Linked DNA regions of Columba livia: region 2 is linked to region 1. A link is a contact called in public Hi-C data. All regions are on one chromosome and are shown on one strand. The core of a region is the stretch at or near the end of the contact, and the rest is flanking DNA. Distances in the headings are between cores, read along the strand shown.

Region 1 (4,968 bases), core at 1,091-3,590:
TAACTTTCGTAATACTGTAAACTGCAAGAGTCTTCGCGCGTCACGGCTGATCGGGCGCCTCGGCGACCTGGTCTTTAGGAGGGCACGTGGAGGAGCGGGGATCCATGGCCGAGTGCATTAAAGGAATATAAACATCATCCATGTTTGGCATGACAAAGATTTTCTGTGAAAAGAGAGGCAATTAAGTTACATTTCATATGCCACTTGAAACCTTGGCTTCGTCATTTCCAGATAAAAGGTTCCTGCGTCCAGCATTATTTGAGTCGATGCCTGTACTGAGGCCATTTAGCTGTGTTACGGTTGTAGATGAAGCTCAGAAATACAAACTTTGTACTTTCCATTAAATTCGAATAGCACTACAGGAAATGTACCAACTTTTCTGAACTCTGCTGCCTTCTCAGCTCGTGCCCACACACCTTCAAACTACTTATAATGAAATAAGCACATTTGGTCTCTGGTTGATTGTACAGGCTGGGGTCTGGAATTAATCTGGACAGTCAGCTGTTTTCCTATCCTACAAGTATTTGTAAATTTGTAGGTTTTTTCCCCATTTTGCACGACAGTCAATGCGATTTCTAAAAATTATCATTTTAAAGGAAATAGTAACACGACACCTTACTGCCTCATCAGTTCTTAATTCTAGACAACAGTTTGGCCTTCTTGTCATCTAAGAACACCTAGGATCACGTCGTTATTTAAGTAGCACAAATTTTGACATGGTACCTATTTCAAAGAAACAGCATTTTCAGCTCTAAAATACTGCTGGCAAGAGCTAAACCAGATTTCTAGACAAATCTACACATGGTTTTGAGATCATCCCAGAAGTCAGTTTGAGCTGAATTCCTAACAGCCTTTCTTTCCACTGACCAGAGCGGTGGAGGACACCAACTAGTCTTGAATGAAACAGGGGACATACAAAATTAAAAACCCCACCACTCTAATTGGTTAATACTACAATTAAGGAAATGAAAACGTAACGGAAACACACCTGAAACTCTTGTTCCAGTTTCCTCTCTATCCAGTCAGTCACATGGACCAGAGTCACTTCTCTCTCACCAAGTTTTGGCCGAGCTTTTAACTCCAGGTAGGGAGGTCTCCGAAAGCCGTACCTTAGGAGAGCAGACACAGCAGGTTTTATTATGAACAGAACAGATTTTATTATGTGTGAACTGCCAGTGTTCTCTTAATAACAGTTCTCATCTCATTTACAACTAGTTTGTATTGCATCTCTTCCAGAATCCCTTTCAAAAAGGGGGGTTTAACCCCTTTTAGCAGCAGTTCCTTAGGCAACACACACCTGAAACATCACCTTACCATATCCTGTCAGTAGGTGGAGGTGGAATGTTAATTACTAGTGTTCCTCGGCACTCTTGTACTTCAACTGTTAGCAGCAATGGAGTATTGGACACCTCTTCAATTTTCTTCTTAATAAATTCAGTCTCTGTTGCTTTCTGAAAGTATTTTGACTTAGTAATTTTATCCACGATTCTCATGATCTTACTTGTCCGATGTCCTCCAACATACCTTTAGATGGAGAATAGAAAGAGTACATGAAGGTAATTACCTTGAACCTTGCTAAGACACCCATGGATTTCCTATTAAATCATTATACTTTTTGATATAAAAATTCTAAACAGCAGTTACTCATAAGATTCTATAGGACAGTAATGCAGATTTTTGAGAGGTGTAAGGAAATTCAGTATTGTATTTAAAAATCCTTTGTTCTCTTTAAGGGTTCTTTATATGATCATTGTATTTTTTAAAGATGGAAAAACACATCCATTGGAATAATTCCAACAACTCATCACACAGATTTCAAAAGCTTTTGGGAATAAAACTCTGAGGAGACTCCAATGAGTATTTTCAATATGTCATGGAGCCTTTTGGTATACTCCCTGTAAAAATCACTGAGATGTGTTCAGACATAGGAAACATTATTGTCCGAGACATTTCAGTGTTACTACAGATTGCTCATTGCAAGACATTGTTTCAATCAGATGTATAAAGCAAAATAAAACAATCAGGGCAGCAGCCAAACCAAGGAATGACGTGGCAAAACTGATGCTGGGAATTCTCTTTCAAACTCTTGCAGGGCACGGGAGGGCAGTATTGCACAGCGAGACACGCAAAGCCTTCCAGGGGAATAACAAAAGCACAACAAACCACAAAACCCTGAGCAAGAAGCTGGGATTGAGTAACAGTTGTGTTCTTAGAGAAAAAAAACACACTGGAAATACGGGATCAGCAGGATCAGCGTGGGTATAATGCTGTATATGAACAGAGCGTTTCAAAGTTCACACACAAAATCCTGCTCTTGGCTCAGGCAAAACGCTGGGGACAGTCCCACAGGTTCTGTGCCCCAAAGACTCTGCTTTCTCTATAACCCCATCGGGATGTCAAAGGGAGCGCTGTACAGGTCACCGTGGACGATGCTCCCAGCACAGGAAAGCACTGCAGAGCAGCTTCCTTCCATCTGTACTCACCGCCTGATTGCTGCTCTTTGCTCTAGAAATGGGTGACTTGTGTTTGCTTAATTGCTTGGATATACTCACACAGCAACAATGAGCACGACGGGGCCAGACCAAGGTATTGGTTACACCAAGTCTGGAGCTTGGGAGGGAAGGATTAACCAAGACGGCACACAGCTCACCCTTCTGCTCCTGGAGTCACCTGCTTCTCTCCCGCCAGTTCGGCAGCATCATCCTCTTCCGAAGACCCAGCGCTGGAGGATTCCTCATCGCTGTCTGCAAGACAATACGCCCTTGGCCTGAAACTGAAACAATGCGATTTCCAGGTCAAATGTAATATTCTTAAATAGCTATTCATCATGTACAGCTTTGGCTGACACTACGTGTATTTCTAGTGGAAACTCTGAAATGTCCCCTTCACTTTTTTTTTATAAACTCCATCTAAAATAACAGAACTGAAGCCAGTCTGCCAGAACTAGCTTCAAAACACAACGTTTGTTTTCTCCAGTGGAACTAATCCTGCGCAGAAGGGGATGGCAGGGGAACGACTATTCTACATACTCAAATCAAATGTGAAGATTAATTGAAACACATTTGAAAACACCTCTGTTGCTGCTTGCGGCTTCCCATGAAAGTTGAGCAGTACGTCGGCTGGACAAATTTTGTTTGTTCTTAACACACTGACAATAACACGATTTTAAACTGAAAGGTGAGAACATACGATTCTGTCTTGTACTAAAAGCAAACACAAGACTCGAATTTAAACATCATGTACCGACTGAATCCCGGAATCCCTCGGAGACATTAACTCAAGTGCTAACGTATATACCTTATCTTCACAGCACTTTTAACCCAAGTCAATAAATTCCATTTTGTCTACTCACACACCTGCAATTTTTGCGGCTTGGACGTATCTCCAGCAATGGCAACGTGTGCAAAGCGCAAGAGAAGCAGATCTTGCTCACCTGCCTCCCAAAGGAAACACAAGGATCGCACTGGCAGAGCGACCTTGTATCAGACTCATGACTCACCTCAGCCTGTGTGTCATCACTTACCAATTTTGAGTAGAAAAAAGGCAATTCTATTAACGCAACTCATCTAACATAACCCTGGGAAGTAATATTTCTTAGATGTTTTGCAGAGATACTTTTGTCCCGTACAAATTGAGGCTATAATCTCCCTTTAGTATCTTTGTTGGAAATACTCCTTTTGCTACTATATTTATAGGGAAATTGACCTCCGGGCTTGTGAATTTTTAAGCTACACAGCAAATGATGTTTACAGGATTTAACGTTTTGTTTCGTTTTCTGAAAAGAACCCAAGAGGGAATAAGGGGAAGAATGAAGAAGAGGGGAAATAATAAAGTAACAGAATCAAACAAGTGCTGCTCTTGGGGTACAAAATATCACACAGTAGTAACTAATTCCTAGACTCCAACTATGGAAGAATTTATGTACACACAGGAAAAAATTCAAGTCTTTTAAACTGATTAAAATTAGGGAAGGATGCAGGGAATATACTTCATTACTAACAAATCTTTACCCAATGCAAGAGCTTGAAATGGTTATACAAAAGCCTCAAAAGCACATGGGTTTAGCTCTAGGGACTACAATATTCTACAACTTCTTCAGAATACAGTTTATAGCTGTGTTTTCTTGCTTTTTCTGTGCGGGTGTTCTTGGAAATGTATTTGAAGCACGGAATAACCTCCCCGAGGGCACGGGCTGAGGCTGCTGTCTGCTCTTCCGTACGCAGAGCAGACTGGTAGTTGCTGCACAAAGCCCTAAGGTGAGATGAGAGGTGAGTACAGCTCCCGGACACGGCGCCACGGCCTCTCCACGCCGAAGAGTTTGCTACCCAGGCTATAAAATCAGAATCATAAACCTCTTCTTCTTACCCAGAGATGCACTTTGTACCTGCGGAGGAGTGAAATGGCACAGCAAACCAAACCTCCTCCCGGAGGACTCGGGGACATGGTTCATGTCACTGGTCCAGAACAGCAACGCTGGGGCCGTTTCTCAGAGACAAGTTCAGGTTTTTAGGTCAGATTCAAACTCCATATTTTCTGCCTGGCTGTGACCCCACTTCACTTTCCTGCGCGTATCACCCAGTTCAAAGCATCTCCAGTGCGTTTTCGAGGCTCTCAAAGGTGTCACCTTCTTACAAGACGGTGTTTTATTCGCCAATGTGTCGGGGCCCTCCGAAGTGCCTCCACCAGCACCCTCTGGCTCAGGCCACGAGACTTCCTCCCATTACACAAAGCAACGATAAATAAGCTTGAGTGCGATTTCAGGGGATCTCTGCATACAATGGACCATTTATACGGCACAAACATTGGCAGAAAAACACTCTGTAGCTACAGTATTGTTCCTGAGCAGATTGAACAGTATTTTATGAATTGCCGTTTGTCAATTTGTTTGGCACAACACAGCAAAAAGGGGTAAGAAACCGCGAAAACTTTGGGTTAGCCTGTCTGCATTTGCCTAATCTCCAGTATGGC
Region 2 (4,903 bases), core at 1,110-3,609, 38 kb after region 1:
CTCAGCACCACAATTTATCCACACATGGGCTGTAACAGGCTAAAGCTCGATCCTTGATACTGCACAGAGGACAGTGGAAAAACAGCACGTGAAACGTATCCTTAGCATGTTCACCTGCACACTCACACAATATACGGCTGGTGGCCTTTCGGACACACTACAAGAGAAGCCTCATGGATTTGGTTGAGTTCGCACAGAGAGGTGAGGTTAGAGCAGCACAATCCCCAAATCTATCAGCTAAGAAGCTGTTGGAATACAATGCATCTTCAGTCCTCTAGCTACATGATTTTCCATTTATTTTGGTTACTTTAACCTTTTATTTACCAGACAAGTTTCCCTGCCTTCCATTACTTTGTTTACACATCTACCCCAACAAGGAAATTATTGGTATCATACATTCTGTCAAGGTTTCCTTCTCCACATTCTCCACTTTCTAAAACAACTGGCTTAGAAGTTCTTTAGTTAGAAAAAACTAAGCATTTGCTATTAATATTTGAAACTACTAAGCGTTGTTTTCATGTAAAAAGAAGTATGCATTAATATATGTATTCTATTGGGCTGTGTCTTCACGTTTTCACTGTGGATTTCATTAACTGATTTTCTTTTCTGGACAAGCAATATAGGCCATTTAAATAAGTTATTCGCACGGATCAAGAGCAAAGTTCACAAGTAGTCAGCTTACCAATACAATTCACAGGGGATACAGTATACCGGCAGAGTCCAGTATAAGACACCACTGAGCACAGAATTACCTTCTTGGTCTTTTGCTCGATAGAGAAAGGACCTTACCCTGCCCTGCCTTAGAAACGCCGCCTCAAACCTCAGCACCTACTCGGAGCATCAAAAACTTGCCACCCACAACAGAGCAGCTTGTTGGATCAGCTTTGAAGTCAACCAGAACAGTAACCTCTCATGTATCATAAAAGAACATTATGTCAGTCTTTAAAAGTCAATTCTAACATCAAAAACATTGGTTTGCTTTCTTTTGCTTAAGTTAAAGTGCTTTACCTCTAATTTAGCACATTTAAAATGCACAGAAAATTGGAACAGGATACTCACACTGCCTCAATTTTATACAGAGCTAAGGAATATGAAGTTATTTTTAAAAAAGATACATCTTCTGTAAAAAAATACGCCCCTGAGACTGTGAGCCTGCCTTGTTTTTCCTCGAGTTCTGCAGGCAAGATCATCTTGAAAGAGGAGTTGTGTGAAGACAGAGGAGTATGACAAAGCATCTTAACAGAAGATAATCTTACAGCACTGAAGTCTTACACCAATTTATCTTACAGTTGCAATATCGAAGTTACGTACAGAAGTTCAATTTAAACTCGGCTGTAAACTTAACTCTCCTAAATTACGGACTGGAGTTCCTTAAGACATTTGCTGACAGATACAAATCATCAAGAAGTTGAGCACAGACATTTGGAAGGAACTTTAGCACATGCTGAGGAGATGTAAATGGATTTAGACACTGAACTGCAGCAGTGAGATAAAATACAAATGATACTGAGAATTAAAAGAGAGGCAGAAACTAAAGAACGGGCACATAGGACAAGAGAGAAGGAAACAATTCTAGGAGACTGAAAATCTCTCGCTTTTGATACTAAAAGCCAACTAGAAACCCTCCCCCAGTTCCAGAAAGAAAAACGTTACCGCTGTTTCCTCTGTTGCTTGTTTTTAAGGTACCACTCGTAGTTCAGCAGAGCTCCTGCCAAACTGCAAACCCTTCCTCAGCCAAACCGTCACCTCAGTTACACTGAGGGAAAGGGGACGTTCACTCCATCGCGCCGACCGTGCCCAAAAATAACCCCTCGCCCAGCCCCGGCCGGCCCGGCCCAGCACGGCTCACCCAGAGGCAGCCCCAGGACCGACCCGACCCCCCGGGCTCCCCGCGGCCGGCCCGACAGCAGCGCCCGCCGGCCCCTCACGGCCGCCATCAGCCCCTGCCCGGGCCCGGCCGCTCCCCAGGAGCCGCCTCCCGGCCCGCTCTAGGCCCGGCCCGCCTCCCTCGGCCGCCGGACGCCCCTTCCTTCCCTCCTGCCCCCAGCCCCGCGCACACCGGCGGAGCCCGCCGGGCTCCCGCGCCTCACGCCGGGCGCTGCTGCGGCGGCGCTTCCCGCCCCGGCGGGTGCGGCGGGGAGCGCGCGGTCTGCCCGGAGCGGGCCCAGGCGGAGCGGCGCAGCCCGCCCTGCCCTCGCCTACCTTATCCGCGGCTCATGGCACTGCCCGGCGCGGCCCCGGCGTCCCCCGGCCCGCGCCACCAGCGCCGCGCCGGGCGGCGGCAGCAGGAGGGGAGGCGGCCGCGCTGCCCGGCGCCGCCAATCCGGGCCCCGCGGTGGGCCGGGCCTGCCCGAGCCGCCGCAGCGCCGGCCGGAGGGGCGGGGCGGGGCGGGGGCGGCCGGCGGGGCTGCGGCGCTGCGAGGGGAAGGGGCGGCCGGGCCGGGGGTCGCCCCGGGGGGGGGACTCGGGTGGTGGCTCCGGCGGGCAGCACGCTGCCGAAGTTTGAGGCAGCCGGTCAGAGGTGGCACGAGGAAGCGCCTCCCCAAACGAGGAGCCGCTCCGGGAAACAGTAAATGGCCAACACAGGGGCTGTGAAATTGTGGCCTTTCCCGGTCACTTGGAAAACGTCCATGAAAAACAAGTGGCCCGGGTTTGTGAGGCCATTGACATCGCGGGCCGTTCTCTGCCGCCAGCGCTGGTGTTAAACCTCCCAATTCTTCATTTTTGCATTGACCGCATCTATAAGCAGCCAGTTCCAGGAAAACACTGTTTGCTTGGGGTTTTTCTTATGAACTCATGCATAGGTATTGCAGGTGAATGTTTACTCCTGGCATCTCCGACTAAATCATTTCATAGAAGGAGCTGCTGCCTGCAGGAAATGGGTATGCAAGCAGACAAAGCTGTTTGGTGTCAAGGAGTTATACAAACGGCCAAAAATTACGTTACCCAAACAACTAGGCAGTTATCCTACCAAACATACCATGTCAGAGGTTGTTTTATTTGCTTTTCGTATTTCCCAATTTGAAGCAGACTGAGGAAAAAAATTCTCCCTGTCAAAAGGTTGTTTTCCCAAAAATGGTCTCATGCAATAAATCACAGCGTTACCACTGCTTTTACCCTTCACTTAATTGCTCTTGCTTCTGAAGGCAGTTAATAATGAGATTACAACATCTACACCGGCTCAGATTGATGTTGGCCTTAGCTACCCTAAGAGCGGGGCAAGACTGCATTGTGTGATTATCGCTGGATTGCTTCTATTCTGCAGACCCTTTTTTTTAATTAAAACGACAATGTTGTGTTTTAAATATACATACAAGTATATTCCATCATCTGGGATAGGTTTCGTTTCATAGCTGTCACTATATAGGCAGACCTTTGAGTCATTATATACAGCTCGTGTTAGCATGTCCAAAGTCTAAAGATAACAGTTGGTTGGTTGGTTGTTTTTACAACAGGTTTTTCCCGCACAAACAAAGACTATGGCTAAAACTGTGACTGATGGGTTTGTTTTAGCTATGCTAAACTATAAACAATTTGCTAGAATTTCTGAAGCTCTTCCTGCCCACTATTCGCACCTAACCTGGGCAACATATGGCCTACAAGACTTGGCCTCAAGATAAATATTTTTGCACCTGAACTCAGGTGCTCGGCAGAGGCTTCTCCCATAGCGTGACACGTGTTGAGCAAAGGCTGGATCTGCCCACTAGGAAAAGCCAGGCACAAGCTGTGTCTGGCCACTTACCTGCCTCTGAGCTTCATGGTGTTATGGCCTCTTGGGAATCCTCTTCTAAAGGCAAGTCCCAACCAGATGGAAGAAAGAAAAAGGAAGAGTCTTTGAAGTTCTGAAACATTCGGTGCTGCAAGAGTAAATCCTTTTGTTGGATAATTTATCTTCCACCCATCCTGCAAGACAAGAGAATAAAGTATTGCTTATTTATTTTTAATATTTCGGTATCCTACGTATAAATATGCAGCAACTCTGAGAAACAACAGGCCTGCAGGTTCTAGAAGTAGCAATCTATAATCAGGAGCTACTTTTGAAAAAAATGACTTTAATCTTTTGGAATATGTGAGGAAGAAATTTAAATGCCTTTTAAAAGCAGTTCTTGAGCAGGCTGTAAAATAAGAAGTAATATTTCTCTCCCGAGCCACTGCGAGGCTCAGTTCATTTCTCTGTAATGCCCCCATCAGAATTTCATAGCTCAGGACAGTTTAAAGCTTGTACTTCTGTGAGAAAAGAACATTACATGAGATTTGGGTTTCCACATGGTTTTCACAAACCTCTCATTGCTGTCTGATCTCCTGGGGAAGACCCAAGAACTGCCGGACAGGCCTGCTTGCAATTTGCTGCTGAGAAGCCTTAAAATAATTGAGGCAGCAGCTGTGCCTGAACACATGAATCTTGGCATACGTGCGTTTGTTATCTGGCTGTTATTTTGTTTGTTATCTGTATGATATTAAACACGATGGAAAGAGGCTTAGCGTGGCAAAAACAAAGAAGATCCCCTGCCCGCTCAGTGCGTACAGCAACCCAACAAGAACTCAAGAGGCCGAGGCTTCCCGGTGAGCTTCCGCTGGTTCTGCCTGTGGGCACAGAGGACAGTCTGAGGTTCCTAACGCCACACTCCTTCTGCAGCGTGTCTCTGCTTGTGAAACACCGAAACGATAGCGTCCTCAGCACCTCCCAGTTCTTCTCCTGCCCGATGGCTTCACTGTTGTCTTTGGACCTGCACTCTGTAAGTCGCAAATCTGCCCATCTCGTCCTCCACTGCTCCCCACCCACTGATCTCAGGTCATATTGTCCCTGCAGAGCCTGCCCAGCCGGCCCTCCGCGCGCAGCTCCAGCCCTGCTCTGAAACCCCCCAGGGACCTGCACAAGCTCTGAGCTCTTGTTGCTTCCTGT

The links. Hi-C and Micro-C count contacts between places; a contact is called where the count stands out from the background.
Region 2: a Hi-C map of crop shows a contact between it and region 1, with 3 times the contacts expected there. The contact joins the promoter of TEX2 here to the enhancer-like site in region 1. A contact is called at or near these places in 2 of 2 Hi-C or Micro-C datasets (crop and liver).

The regions. Positions count from the first base shown.
Region 1 is chr18:10,468,886-10,473,853 of bColLiv1.pat.W.v2, forward strand. It overlaps TEX2 (testis expressed 2), which reads right to left. Exons shown (of 12, transcript XM_065034115.1): 9 at 2,651-2,773; 10 at 1,315-1,524; 11 at 989-1,109; 12 at 1-163. The coding sequence ends at 41. Among named protein-coding and RNA genes, the nearest start is that of ERN1, 7.0 kb to the left of the region's middle. Within about 2 kb of position 2,341, at least 1 of the 3 cell types and tissues checked has an H3K27ac peak away from gene starts, as active enhancers do.
Region 2 is chr18:10,506,783-10,511,685 of bColLiv1.pat.W.v2, forward strand. It overlaps TEX2 (testis expressed 2), which reads right to left and starts at 2,360. Exons shown (of 12, transcript XM_065034115.1): 1 at 2,203-2,360.